Regions from separate parts of the Mus musculus genome. Here region 2 is linked to region 1. Evidence: chromatin contacts called from public HiChIP or PLAC-seq data. All regions are on one chromosome and are shown on one strand. Each heading gives the region's core, a stretch centred on a gene start, on an enhancer-like site or on the middle of the called end of the contact. The rest is flanking DNA. Distances are from core to core; before and after follow the strand shown. Region 1 holds the start of Zfp748 (zinc finger protein 748). Region 2 holds the start of BC048507 (cDNA sequence BC048507).

The links. HiChIP or PLAC-seq counts read pairs in DNA pulled down with a chosen protein or histone mark.
Region 2: a contact with region 1 is called in an H3K4me3 HiChIP or PLAC-seq map of embryonic stem cells, with 21 read pairs. The contact joins the promoter of BC048507 here to the promoter of Zfp748 in region 1. A contact is called at or near these places in 9 of 39 promoter capture datasets (the HPC-7 cell line, cranial neural crest, embryonic stem cells and 5 more), 1 of 484 Hi-C or Micro-C datasets (nephron progenitors), 5 of 115 datasets of contacts at active chromatin or transcription factors (embryonic stem cells, large pre-B cells and stem cell-derived neural progenitor cells) and 2 of 9 other capture datasets (adipose tissue and pancreatic islet).

What each region holds. Positions count from the first base shown.
Region 1 is chr13:67,551,748-67,554,830 of GRCm38.p6, forward strand. Zfp748 (zinc finger protein 748) reads right to left here and starts at 1,405. Exons shown (of 4, transcript NM_001035231.3): 1 at 1,284-1,405. The coding sequence starts at 1,289. 9430065F17Rik (RIKEN cDNA 9430065F17 gene) reads left to right here and starts at 1,455. Exons shown (of 5, transcript NR_131100.1): 1 at 1,455-1,506; 2 at 1,827-1,882.
Region 2 is chr13:67,861,836-67,864,918 of GRCm38.p6, forward strand. It overlaps BC048507 (cDNA sequence BC048507), which reads left to right and starts at 1,491. Exons shown (of 1, transcript NM_001001185.3): 1 at 1,491-2,088. The coding sequence starts at 1,671. The coding sequence ends at 1,940.

The DNA.
Region 1 (3,083 bases), core at 155-2,654:
CAGATGTCACACAGATCACCAGGGGATGGTGAGCATCATCATCGCCATCCTGCAAACTTTCCTATCAGAGTCTTTGTAAGGACGACATGTGTAATACAACAACGTCACTATATGTGAGTTTCTAAAATGAGTAATTCCTTCCCTCATATTTTCACTTGTACAAACAAAAGACTATGTGAGCAGCCCACTGTGAAAAAACTACAGGATCCCGAGTGAACCATAGCTCTTAAAGTCATCTCTTACTCTTTTGACCCAGTATAAAAACTTGGGAGAAACGGTTCCGGACGAACTGTTTAAGGGCACTCGTGGAACACAGATCCCACAACTAGTGACAGTTTTAGACACAGTATGCAGTGGACAACGACGGGAGAAAACCATGGGATCGATCAGAGAGCACTGTAAGCATCCGGTCAGGTAGGCAGGACTATTTCTCTTTCCCAGAGAAACTCAAGCACCTCTGTCCCCTTACAGTCAATCCCTAGACACCCTTGTAGCCTCTAGCCAACTCATCTCCCACAAACTAATGGCATCATAATTCCCAATGGAATTGGATGAGTTATTCTTCTCCAGTACAGTGCAGGATCAGTAATTTCTTGTTTTGCAAAGCTAGAATCTTTTCCTTTAGGGGATCATTCTAGCTCTGCATGGGGGTGTTAGTCTGAGGATTCAGGTCACAGCAGTGATCATTAAGTATTCCTATTTAAAACGGCAGTCCATAAATCTCTGTTCCAATGAAAATGGGATTAACATCCCATGCATCAATCTCTCTCGCAAAACTCTCCGTCCTTGGAAACTAGTAACTCTATGAACTTCTATCAATACAAACTAAAAGTATTAGGCCGGCTATAAAGTACAGGAGGGGCCAGATCTCCACTTGGTCTAGGTGTCCTGAGAAAACTGACAAGCGCGGGGAAGGCGTGGGTCCATAGCCAATCTGAGATGTATGAGTCCACCACCACCACTTCCAGGTACAGGTTACGAGCAGACCCGCCTGTCCGAGCAATCCTGGATTTTCATATTCCCAATTCCTTTCTTACCAATACAGCCTCTATAAGAGACCCAGGCAGCTACTCTGAGCTCACAAGAGCGTTCACTTCCAGCACCAACCGCATGCCCTCTCCCCGGCCCCAGCAGGCTTCCAGACGCTGTGGCCCAGCCTAGGTCAGCAGGGCTCCACCAAGTCTGTTCTTCCCGCCTCCGGGCCACCCCTCCTCCGCCGCCTCCGGGCCGGACCCGCCCTCGGTCCCTCCGACCTGCAGCGGTACGCGACACCCTGGACCAACCTCCATGTCAGCGATGCAAGCCGAGCGCGGAGCAGGACCAGAGAATCGCCCAACTTTGAGAGAAAATGCACTAGTGCAGTCGCAATGCGGAAGTGCCGTTTCCACAATGGCTCCTTGTGAAGCGATCCAACGGAAGACTACACTTCCCACAAGTCTGTGCGACGAGGCGCCAGGAAAACAGGCTGGTGACGTGTGTGTTTCCTGTGTTTCTTCACCTCTGCAGGTGAGGATGGATGGGAACGCGAGCATTTTTTGCACTGGGACAGCCATAGGGAGTCGGGCTGCTTTTAAAATCCCGGGTTCACTACCGGAGATGTTTGAATGTGAGTCGAGCCTTTGACTCTAATGTTTGCTGATTATTTCTGGTCAATCTGTACTGATTTAAAACTCAAAGTCTACTTATTATGAGGTTTATTCCATATGTAAAATTCACGTTGACTCAATTTAACTTTAAAATAAATCAGCAAAAAATTGTATGGAAATGACCACTTTCTGTTAAGATGATTTTACAATCAGCCTATTTGTCACTCCGTGTCTTCGCAGATGCTCAGGAGCTTAAGACAGAAGGATGCCAAATCCAAGGATAACCTGGGCAAAAGGTACAAACTACAAAAAAGGGTTACTGAGCATCTTAGGGGTAAAGTCCCTGCTTGCCTGGGATGAAGAAGGCTTTAGTTATAAATACACCACTACAATAGACAATCTCGTCCTGTAGTTAAATAAAATAACCAGTTTGCCACAGCTGGAAAAAAAGTCTTAGTGTGAACATTGGAATCCATACAGTGTAGTGCACAGGTCAAGGTGCACAGATATGATTTAAAATTATAGAACAAAATTAAAAGCCCAGCTCTCTAGAATTCACTTGTAAAGAACTCAGAGAATCTAACTGGGAACATAGAAATAATGAATGAATGAATAAAGATAGATTGGCACCATTGGGACCTCCTATCTCCTCGTAAATATCTAGTGCTGTACTGGTCATGCCAAAGACCAAAGAACAAACCTTTTTAGAAAGAAGAGTCTGGACTCGTGACGGACAGTGGTTCACAAGGAAGCTAAATCTCAGCTGAGAAGGAAAGTCTTTTTTTTTTTTTTTTTTTTTTAATAAGAAACTTGTGTCCTGCCGGGCAGTGGTGGCGCATGCCTTTTATCCCAGCACTTGGGAGGCAAAGGCAGACAGATTTCTGAGTTGGAGGCCAGCCTGGTCTACACAGTGAGTTCCAGGACAGCCAGGGCTATACAGAGAAACCCTGTCTCGAAAAACCAAAAAAAAAAAAAAAAAAAAAAAAAAAAAAAAAAAAAAAAAGAAAGAAAGAAAGAAAGAAAGAAAGAAAGAAAGAAAGAAACTTACTTGTGTCCTTTTTTATTCTTCCCTGAAATGTTTAAGAAGGAGTTTTAATAACTGGTTGGGGAGGGTGGTTGGAGAGATGGCTCAGCGGTTAAGAGCACTGACTGATCTTCCAGAGGTCCTGAGGTCAATTCCAGCAATCACGTGGTAGCTTACAACTATCTGTGGATCCCAATCCAGTGCCCTCTTCTGGTGTGTCTGAAGACAGCTATGGTGTACTCATATAGAAAAAAATAAAAATAACTATTAGGTGACACAAATGCCAATATTTCTATAGATAAGAATGAATAATACAGTCTCTGCAAATATGAATTCAATTTGGAGAGAAGAGTGTGATTAAGAAGTCTCAGGGTTTACAAATATTTGGGCCTTAGTGATGAAAGCACACAGTCAGGTACAGGGTATTTGGTCCTTTTTGCTTTCATTTTAGAAGGACATAACTTCTAAAAACA
Region 2 (3,083 bases), core at 241-2,740, 310 kb after region 1:
TGTTGAGCTGCAAGCCAGAATAAACCCTTCCTCCTCTCGTTGCTTTTTATTAAGCATTGGGTGATAGCATTGAGAGATGTAATTAATAAGACATGTACATATTTTTCCTGGAATTCTGTGCCATAGTGAACATATTAAACATTAATAAGTGCTTAAATTGCTATTAACTCTTTGTTTTTAAATGTAAAAGTTAGAAAGGAAAAGGGGCCCAGAATGGGGAAGAGATTTGTTATTTCTGTCTGTCCTCTTCCTCTTCCTCCTCCTCTCCCTCCTCCTCCTCTTCCTCTTCTTCCTCCTCTTCCTCCTCCTCTCCTCCTCCTCCTCTTTGTTTTTGGTTTGTTTGTTTTGTTCTGTTTTGTTTCTGTTGACATAGGTTTTCTCTGTAGCCCCAGCTGTCCTAAAACTGGCTCTGTAGACCCGGCTGGCCTTGAACTCACAGAGATCCATCCACCTGCCTCTGCCTCCCAAGTACTGTGATTAGTTGAATGGGCTGCCAAAGCCAGGAAGATTGCTCTTTTCTGCTAATCAGTGGCCCCATTTACTGCTGAGAAATGATAAGAACTAAGAGCTTATAGTAGTTATAAAGTTGGGGGTATCAGGCATGAGTCACTTGCAAAGGCTCGGAAATTTTTCTTGCATATCTGTGGGTAAATCTTGCTCTCTTAACCTTGTCTGGGAACTTGCAATTAACCAGAAGCTTCAAATAAGTAAAATGGGGGGAAAAATGGTAACGTAGGTACATCCAATTCAAATTGAAATATGATCTGAATCTTTATATAATTTCATGTATTAGCCAGGGCTGTGGGCAGTGTGCGGATTTTTCTGTTGCGGGTGGTTTGAGAATGTTTTCAGCTGATGCACAGTGCCATCTTCAGGTCTGTGAACACAGCTGCGAACATGTCAGCAAGGTATGACAGCAAATGTTATGGGTTAATTGAATCTTTCAGGAATATGAACACAGAGCTCCGGCGTGTGCCCGTATTTGGAAACAGGAGCATCACAGGTATAACTAATTAAGATGAAGCCATTAGAGGTTCATCAGGTCCCGCGTGTTTAAATCAGTCTTTCTGAAGTTTCTTAGGGAAATACGCTCATTTTTCCCCCTCGTGAAATAGACACAGTGCGCCGGGCGTGGTGGCGCACGCCTTTAATCCCAGGACTCGGGAGTCTGAGTTAGAGGCTAGCCTGGTCTACAAAGTGAGTTCCAGGACAGCCAAGGATATACAGAGAAACCCCGTCTCGAAAAACCAAAAAAAAAAAAAAAAAAAAGTTTTGATTTTATTGGAGAGTAGGCCGGTTCATTTAAAATATTTCCCTCAAGCAACAGCAGTGTCTGCTGCTTCCACTGCATTTCCTCACACATGTGAATTTCTGATTCATGAAAAGCCAGGTCTCCAGGGTTCGGCTCCCCACCTCAGAGGGTCAGCGGGTAATTGTGCAGTCACAATGAGGCGGTTTCTTGCTTTTTGTGACAAAATAAACCACCTACCAAATGGCTCCTGAAGGGGTAAAGAAAAGGTAGCAAACGCATACAGTTAAATATTTAGCTAAGAGATGCGCCACGGCTTCGGCTTCAGCAGGGACCGGCTGTCTGCTGCTGCTGCTTGAGCACCGCCAGCATCTTCCCTAGGGGCACGCAGCGGCCGATTGGCCCCTGCTCCGCGGTAACCATGTGCGATCGGAAGGCAGTGATAAAAACTGTAGACATGTCGGAAGAGATGCAGCAGGACTCGGTGAGGTGTGCTATCCAGGCGCTGGAGAAGTACAGCACAGAGAAGGATATTGCGGCCCATATCAAGAAGGAGTTTGACAAGAAGTACAACCCCACCTGGCACTGCATTGTGGGCCGGAACTTCGGTAGTTACGTGACGTACGAAACCAAACACTTCGTCTACTTCTACCTGGGTCAGGTGGCCATTCTTCTCTTCAAATCTGGGTAAAAGCGTGGACTGACTGCATCCTAAATGTCAAATACCAGAGTCCGGATCTTCAGCCTTGTTAAGGGAACGCCTCGTCTGAACCTGTTGTGTTCTGTAGAGGGCCTCATTCTCTGTACAAGTTTGTGGTTATAAAATTAGTGAAACAGCTTACATTTGTATTTATTTTCTAGCCCATACTTCTGTACCCTAGTTTTTTCTCCCTTAGGTCATTCCTTTAAAAATAAATCTGGTGGAGATGCCATAAAAAAAAGAAAAAAAAAAAAAAAAGAAAAATCTTAACACGGTTGCGCATGGGAGGTGGGTGTGGCGGGGGGCGGCGGGGGGGGGGGGAGATTAAGTTCAAGAAAACAGACCAGCCCTGTTTTCCTTCCTTTTATTTATGAGTTTTGACCTTGAATAACAACTGTTGGCCTTGGAGCTATGTTTTCTCTATAAGAAATATGCATTTGTCTTTCAAATCTTTTAGGATGGTTATAAAGAGATTGAATGTAAATCCAGTGTTGTTTGTTGAAGTCTATCATAACACATGCTAATGAGATCACTCATGCCCACCGAGATAGCGTCACTGCCTGTTCAGGCCACAAGATACTTCTTATGACAAGACACTTGAGGTATCTCCATTTCAAAATATTATTAACAGGGCTGGAGAGATGGCTCGGAGCTTAAGAGCACTGGCTGCTCTTCCAGAGGTCCAGAGTTCAATTCCCAGTATCCATATGGTGGCTCAGAGTGGCTCATAAGCATCTATAGTGAGAATTGGTGCCCTCTTCTGGCCTGCTAGCATACATGCAGGAAGAATGCTGACTACACGATAAATAAATAAATAAATAATCTTTAAAAATATTATTGGCAATTTAAAATATCTTCTAGTGTGTCTTTCTTTACCCCTCCCTCCCTCCCTCCCTCCCTCCCTCCCTCCCTCCCTCCCTCCCTCCCTCCCTCACTCCCTCCCTCCCTCCCTCCCTCCCTTTTTAAAGCTGAAAGGGAGAGATTTAATATGGCCACACTGGGAAGAGGAGCAAAGAAAACTGTCTTCCCTAAGTCCATAATTGGGGATCCTAAGGTGAGGATTTCATCAATGGATGAAAGCCCCTGTAACCCTGGGAGCCACTGTCACCTACTGTATTGTCTGAGTGGCATTGT